2 separate regions of the Bos taurus genome follow, and region 1 is linked to region 2. The links are chromatin contacts, called in public Hi-C maps. All regions are on one chromosome and are shown on one strand. Each heading gives the region's core, a stretch centred on a gene start, on an enhancer-like site or on the middle of the called end of the contact. The rest is flanking DNA. Distances are from core to core; before and after follow the strand shown.

The links. Hi-C and Micro-C count contacts between places; a contact is called where the count stands out from the background.
Region 1: a Hi-C map of liver shows a contact between it and region 2, with 2.7 times the contacts expected there. The contact joins two enhancer-like sites. A contact is called at or near these places in 4 of 11 Hi-C or Micro-C datasets (blastocyst, liver, skeletal muscle and 1 more).

What each region holds. Positions count from the first base shown.
Region 1 is chr22:53,728,157-53,732,393 of ARS-UCD2.0, reverse strand. No RefSeq gene overlaps it. Among named protein-coding and RNA genes, the nearest start is that of LIMD1, 22 kb to the right of the region's middle. Within about 2 kb of position 2,198, at least 6 of the 102 cell types and tissues checked have an H3K27ac peak or open chromatin away from gene starts, as enhancers often do. A contact at or near this core is called in liver, where this site is marked.
Region 2 is chr22:53,651,304-53,655,599 of ARS-UCD2.0, reverse strand. The region is part of intron 2 of LIMD1 (LIM domain containing 1); the gene reads left to right. Among named protein-coding and RNA genes, the nearest start is that of TRNAR-ACG, 27 kb to the right of the region's middle. Within about 2 kb of position 3,004, at least 17 of the 102 cell types and tissues checked have an H3K27ac peak or open chromatin away from gene starts, as enhancers often do. A contact at or near this core is called in liver, where this site is marked.

The sequences.
Region 1 (4,237 bases), core at 949-3,448, 78 kb before region 2:
GTGATGTTCACACGTTGATTAATGGAGACAGTTTGGAGCATTTTGATGTTTTGGAGGAGGTGGAGCATTTTAATTAAAAGGTAGAAGAAAGCAGGTTTCCCCTTGCCCTGCCGGAAACCTGGGAAATTCTTCAGATTCCTGTTTCTGAAGGGTCAGGGCTGTTTCTTCAGGGTAGAAATGTGACACAGCCCTGAACACTTCACCTTGTGCTCTGGTCCTGGGCACTTGTACCCCCACCCCACCTCACACACACCCCACGTACACACACACACCACCTCACACACACACACACCACCTCACACACACACACACCACCTCACACACACACACCCCCCATACACAAACACACCACCTCACACACACACACACCACCTCACACACACACACCCCACACACACAAAACACACCACCTCACACACACACACATACCACCTCACACAAACACACACCACCTCACACACACACCCCCTCAACATACACACACACCCCACCTCACACACACCCCACATACACACACACACCACCTCACACACCCACACACAAAACACACCATCTCACACACACACACATACCACCTCACACACACCCCACATACACACACACACCACCTCAACATACACACACACCCCACCTCACACACATCCCACATACACACACACACCACCTCAACATAAACACACACCCCACCTCACACACATACACACCACCTCACACACCACCTCAACATTCACACACACCCCCACATACACACACACACCACCTCACACACACACACACACACACACAAACACACCACCTCACACACACACACCACCTCAACATACACACACACCCCACCTCACACACACCCCACATACACACACACCACCTCAACATACACACACACCCCACCTCACACACACCCCACATACACACACACCACCTCAACATACACACACACCCCACCTCACACACACCCCACATACACACACACCACCTCAACATACACACACACACCACCTCAACATACACACACACACCACCTCAACATACACACACACCCCACCTCACACACATACACACACCCCACCTCACACACACACACACCACCTCACACACACACACACCACCTCACACACACACACACCACCTCACACACACAAACACACCACCTCAACATTCACACACCCCCCACATACACACACACACCACCTCAACATAAACACATACACCACCTCTCACACACACACACACACACACACACACACCACTTCACACACACACACACCACCTCAACATACACACACACCCCACATACACACACACACCACCTCAACATAAATACACATACTCCACCTCTCACACACACCCCACACAATACTCACACACACCACATAACACACACCACCTCAACATACACACACCCCACACAATACTCCTCACACACAACACATACACACACCACCACAACATACACACACCTCCCACACACATATTCTTCACACATAAACACACACACACTATACACTCTTATACGCCCCCACCTATCAGGCACACAGACCGTAGAGAACACACAGTTACCACATACGCACACACCTCAACACACACATACACGCACCCCCACACATTGCAAATATGCCACATTATATATCACACACACATTATACCACATACTACACACACACACCCCACACCATACATACCAGCATGCAACACACACACATACCCAAGCCAAAAGCCTGTTTTGGGGAGTAGTAACTGGTAATTTGTTTTTGCCCAAGGACGAGCCTCACAGGTAACTGGGGACATTGTGGGGAGGGCAATTTTGTCTTGAGGATTAATCCAAGTCATTGCTGCCAGGCAGGGAAGGGCCGGAGGCTGGGGCCAGGGTGGACAGTTACACAGGGAGGCCCCCACCCTCACCTATGCTCAGTGACCCTATCACCAGAGCTGTCCAACTGCAGGGGCCCCTCCTCTGGCAGCACCCACCTGTGGTGAGAATCATCTGTGTTGTTGATGGAAGCACAGTAATAAGCCGGGGCTCTCCTGTGTATTGAGCACTGACTTTGTGCAGAGACTGAACCTGGCAAGTGGCAGTGAGATGGAGGACCCTAGAACTCAGCATGGCTGGAGTCCCTGCTCTCTCAGGTCCTGGCCCTGAGAGCTCTGTGGTCACAGGTGAGGCAGGCAAGCTAAGGCACAACCCTGGACCGGGGCAGGGGTCAGAGGTCTGGACTGGAGCCTGTCTGGGGTGATGACAAACGTGAGCTTCCCAGAGGATGACCTTAGGGGTCAGGGAGAAGCAGAAGCTAGGCATGGGGGTTGGGGGGGGTGGCTCTTCACTTCCAGATCCCATCTTGTTTTTATCTGCATGCCGATCTTTCAGCGCAAGAGCCAGGAATGTGAGTCGGAGGCTGCTCCCTGCAGGAAGGAGCTCAGGGACAGATTCCAGGTGAGGATGGAGCACCGGGTCCCCCGAACAGTCCAGCTCCCCGACATCCGCTACTGCAGCCCCGCCGGCTGCCATCAGCCTCTAATGAGCCAAGCCGTGCCCCGTGGTGCTCAACAAAGTGAACCTGGAGTGAACAGGACAAGATCTCCACAGAGTGGGTCCACGCACTCCCACCCCCACCTCTCCACGCTACCCCCAGCTCACTCAGCTCCAGAAACCCTGGCTTCTTTGCTGTTCCCCAGCCACACTGGCCACACGCCTGCCTCACAAGCGAGACTTGAGTCTCTCTGCCGAGAAGGCTCTTGCCCAGATTGCTGGATCTCTGACCCACTTTGGTCCCCAGTCTGTGAGGTCTTCCCAGATCATTCTATACAAAACACCACTCCACCCCCAGTATGCCCTGCTCCCTAGCTAATAACCACACAGTTTTCATATTTATCTTATCATGTGTCTCTCCCTCCAGAAAGTCAGCTTTGTGAGGGCAGGTACTCTTGCAGCCTTATTTTATTTACTTACAGTTGTTTTCCCCTCTGTTGTATCTCAGGCCCACACCATCAGGCACACAGTAGGTGCTCAGTAAGTATTTGCATGAATGATTCTGGTCCTAAGTGGGCTCAGTGACCTTGAGCACCTTGTTAACCCAGCAGAGGTTTTAATTTCCTTAATTACAAAACTGACACAGTGATGCCGGCTAGTGGGTGGGGTGGGTGTCCTGGAAGGGAAATCTGAAAATAGTCTGTGGATATTTTGTAAACTGGAAACTGCTGAGCAGCCCTAAATGACAGTCCTGGGATTTCTCTGCCAGGGAAACAAAATGACAGCAGTTGGATGGTTTCCTGCTCCGCCTTTCAGTTGAGACTTGCTGCCTGGGCTGCCACAGAATCAATAAAGGTAAGTCACGCGGTTTTATTGGAACACATGAGCTTCTTGCAAACATTGTGTGTGTGTGTGTGTGTGTGTGTTTGAAAGTCTTGATTGTCAAGAGCTGGGCTGACCCCAAGGACTGGAGGCCCTCAGGAGAGGGAGCTTCAAGCAAAGGCCATGTGGAGACAGTGAGAAGGCAGTGAGCTGCTGCTGGAGGGAGCACTGTGGCTTTATTTTAAGGTTGACAAGGGTGAGGGAGCGAGATGTGATGCAACAGTCTTTCATTGGATATTTCCCGAGGCAGGAGTGAGAAGAACCAAGGTTTCTATTTATCATAAGGCGGGGTGGGGCCCACGGGAGCCAGGCAAGGGAGACGGGTGACAGCCATAGATCAAAAAGAGCCTGTTGCTATGCTGGTGGCCCTGGGCTCTAACTGTCGGTCACAATGATCCTCTCTGGGCCAGAGCCAAAAAAAAGAAAAAAAAAAAAACAAAAACCGCTGGACAGTAGCATAAGGCTGAGAAACAGTGACCCGTGGGCCAAATCTGGCCCTCCACCTGTTTTTATAAATAAAATTTTATCACAACACTGCCATTTGTGAATTTTCTGTGGTGGTTTTTGCAGAGTTCTGTAGTTGTGACAGAGACTCTGTGGCCTACAGAGCCTAAAATATTCATAGTCTGGGCCTGCACTGAGAAAGCTTGTTGAACCTCAGAATGATGAGGGGGGACATTGGGTTTGAGGCATCTGAAAACTTGGGTTGAGTTCTGGTGCATCTGTTTTCAATCTAGTGCCTGCAGGCAAAGCCTTCGCCTCTTCAAGGCTCAGTTTCTCTACCTGGGAAATTGTGTGGTAATGCCCATTCTCCCTAATTGTCATGAATATTTAATAGATAATGTATTTATTATAACTCCTGTTATTTTTCGTGGGTATCTTAAATTG
Region 2 (4,296 bases), core at 1,755-4,254:
CTGAGCCTTCCTAATGTATGAGGTGGAGATGATATTGTTTGACCTAAGAATCCACCTGCAATGCAGGAGACCTGGGTTCAGTCCCTGGGTCAGGAAGATCCCTTGGAGAAGGAAATGGCTACCCACTCCAGTATTCTTGCCTGGAGAATTCCATAGACAGAGGAGCCTGGCAGCCTACAGTCCATGGGTCTCAAAGGGTTGGACATAACTGAGCAACTAACATTCACTTTCCATGGTGTCTTTAGGGCTTTCCTGGTGGCTCAGTGGCAAAGAATCCGCCTGCCAATGCAGGAGATGTGGGTTTGATCCCTGGCTTGGGAAGATCCCCTGGAGAAGGAAGTGGCAACCCACTCCAGTATTCTTTCCTGGGAAATCCCCCAGACAGAGGAGTCTGGTGGGCTGCAGTCCATGGGGTCTCAAAGAGTCAGACAGGACGGAGTGAGGAGACACCACATGGCGTCTTTATGAAAGAGAAGAGGAAGCCCAGACTGCTGACCACAGATCACTGGCTGTCATGTCCAGTGATCCCCGGTCCCTGCATTCCCACACTGCTCCGTGATGTTGACACGTGATGGGTCCTATTTCTGCCTAATTCTTTGGTGAATTCTTTCCCGCTGAATGCATCCTAGAGTAGGAGACAGGGAGTGGTTTGTGAAATGTCTCTGTGAAAGGAACGTGGAAGGTGGGAACAGAAGGGGGACTAACGATGTAGTAACGTGTGGCAGTGTATTCACACACTTTAAAAACTATTTTTTAGTGTATGAAACTTCTAAATACGGCACTTGAAACAACAGGAGGCCATCAACAGATGTTAGTTTCCTTCTCTCACTTTGAGAAAATGCAAACTATGGGTGTGGAAGTCGGTTTCTAAACTCGGGGTGGGGGTGGGGTGGATCGTTTAAAACTTTCGTGAAAACCAGAGTTTGAGTCCTTCAGAGCAGAGAAAGGCCCCACCTTCTTGGGTCTGTGGGGGAAGTCCTTGTTTATTTATATTTTTTTGGTAATAAAGGAAATAGAGATGCAACCTTTGTCTGCTGCCCCTGCCTCTGGGGTCTGGACATGGGACTCCTCAGCTCTGGGACCTGGCAGGGAGAGGATTTGTCTGGCCAGTTGGGCACTTTTTAGAATGATCATCAAACTGACACCTGCTCACTATTAAGTTTGGGGAAGTTTAGGAGAGTATAAAGAAGCAAACAACTAGTGAATTCCTGCCTCACCCCCCACAGTCATTCAGATACCATGTACGTCTACCCAGAGACCCTGTCATTCTTGCACAGATTTCCTTTCCAGTCTTTTTTCTTTAAATTTCTTCATTACATAACTGAGTCTTACTTTTTTTTTCCTTTTCACATTATTACATGAGTTTTACTTGAAAGTTAAGAAGAAAGTATTGTTTCTCAGATTATGAATACATGATTCTAGAAAAATTTAAAATGTGTGAAGCAGAAGGTGAAATTTCTCTTATACCATCTTCTACTGTATTTAATTTTGGGGGCTCCAAAATCACTGTAGATGGTGATTGCAGCCATGACATTAAAAGACGCACTTACTCCTTGGAAGGAAAGTTATGACCAACCTAGATGGCATATTCAAAAGCAGAGACATTACTTTGCCAGCAAAGGTCCATCTAGTCAAGGCTATGGTTTTTCCAGTGGTCATGTATGGATGTGAGAGTTGGACTGTGAAGAAAGCTGAGTGCCGAAGAATTGATGCTTTTGAACTGTGGTGTTGGAGAAGACTCTTCAGTCCCTTGGACTGCAAGGAGATCCAACCAGTCCATTCTGAAGGAGATCAGACCTGGGATTTCTTTGGAAGCAATGATGCTAAAGCTGAAACTCCAATACTTTGGCCACCTCATGCGAAGAGTTGACTCATTGGAAAAGACCCTGATGCTGGGAGGGATTGGGGGCAGGAGGAGAAGGGGATGACAGAGGATGAGATGGCTGGATGGTATCACCGACTCGATGGACATGAGTTTGGGTGAACTCCGGCAGTTGGTGATGGACAGGGAGGTCTGGCGTGCTGTGATTCATGAGGTTGCAAAGAGTCGGACACGACTGAGCGACTGAACTGAACTGTATTTAATAATAGAAAAATGTTGTAAATATTGAAAAGTATAAAGTGGTAAGTGAAATTTCCCTTGAATAAGCCTGTCAGTGCTATATAACATTAGATACGTTTTTGAAAGAAAAATATAAAATGGAAAGTGAAATTTTCCTGTAGTGCTATCGACCAGTGCTAAAAGCGATTAGTTTTAGTATGCAGCCTTCCATTTTGAACATCAGTGGTGTGTGTGTGGGTGTAGGTTACCAAAATGGAATTGTGCTGTAAATGTAGGTGCAGGTATCTAGCTTGCGTTTGTCCCTTACTAACATAATTTGAGTACCCTCCTATAGTAAAGCATTTTCTCATACCACTGAAACACTTATTTGAAGGGTGTTTTAAATGGCTACATGTTACATTTACATGTACTCTGCTTTATGTGATCATTTCCTCTAAGGCTGCCAGTTTGGATCCAAGTAAACATTTATTCATATTTCTGATTCATTCCCTAAGCTAAGTCCCAGACAGCCCCTCTGAGTCAGAGATAAATAATTTAAGAGTTTCCTCTCCAGGGTGAGCTTATCATTTTACACTCTTCTCTGTAGCTTACAGAAATATGCACTGATGGCCATCACAAACAAATGTGATTGTTTAAAAAAATCTTTGTTATCATATGTGAAAAAGCTCTCATTTATCTTTCTTAGACTGCTACAGGGTTTGAGTTCGGCGCGTGTGACCCTTTTCCTCTGTGATTTTTGGAAGAGAGGTGATCTACCGTCTGTTAAATCAAAAAGCTAATTCCTGCCGAGATTCCTTAGAATGTCCCTGATCCCATCCCAAGAGAAGAGCTGGGTGTTCTCCACACCTTGGCTCAGAAGCTTTCTCTCTCTCTGGCAAGTCCTGTGCATTTCCAGGCAGCCTCCTGGCTCCCTCTAGTGACCACCTTAGCAGCTGCAGCCTCGCTTCCTTGGCTCTCATCCGCACTGGTTCATCCTGGTTGGGACACCCCAGAGCAGAGCAAGGGGCACGCCACAGACTTGCAGCCAGACGGTGTGTGTGGCGGGGGGACTGTTTTCCTGCATGTCTGGGCAGCTCCTTTTAACGGTGGGCTCTTTGTGTCCTTGTCGGCTTGGCTGTAGGGAAGCAGCCCGTTAGTGTCACCCTGAGCCTAAATCCCGGGGCACAAGGTGGAAAAGACACTCTTGTTAGTTCTCACTTTCCTTTCTGAAACTCTGGGTCCTCTGGAATCTTTTTATGGAGGGAGAGAATTGTAAGTCAGTAACATTGTTAAATTAAACTTCTATGGATGTCAGAGGATTCTGTTATAGGGACCCTGAAATCATTGAGCTGTAGGTACTCCTTCTTTTTAGTCTAGTCTAGTTGGGAAATGCTTGTGAAGGTTCTATAATGAGAACCTCCTAGAACAACTCTGAGGGGAGGACAGAAGGAAAGTTTGGAGAGCTAAAGATTCTAACATGCACTCCATTGCCCTTCACACTCTCACTCCACTAAAGTTTGTTGTTCAGGCAATAAAAGTAATATACGTAGTTATTGCAAGGGGGGGGGAACTAATAAAAATCACCATTTCCTTTACTCACAGGTGACTATTGACATTCGGTTTACATGTACGTATGAGCATACACTGATTTTTGCAGTCATGTAAGTGTGCATGTTTATCTGATCTAGGTATACAAACACACACAGTTGTCTTTTTCTCAGGATTATTGATGTTCTTTATGCGTTTTAGATACTAATGCTATGTTGTAGCCATCTTCTTATCCCTGACTTGCTTTCCTTCTATTCAATTTATTGCCCTCGGTTAGATGATTACCACAGAACTGGAAAAGGTCAGTGTTCATTCGAATCCCAAATAAAGGTAATACCAAAGAATGCTCAAACTACTGCACAGTTGCACTCATCTCACACACTAGTAAAGTAATGCTCAAAATTCTCCAAGCCAGGCTTCAGCAATATGTGAACCGTGAACTTCCAGATGTTCAAGCTGGTTTTAGAAAAGGCAGAGGGACCAGAGATCAAATTGCCAACATCTGCTGGATCAGCGAAAAAGCAAGAGAGTTCCAGAAAAAACATCTATTTCTGCTTTATTGACTATGCCAAAGCCTGTGACTGTGTGGATCACAATAAACTGTGGAAAATTCTGAAAGAGATGGGAATACCACCTGACCTGCCTCTTGAGAAATCTGTATGCAGGTCAGGAAGCAACAGTTAGAACTGAGCATGGAACAACAGACT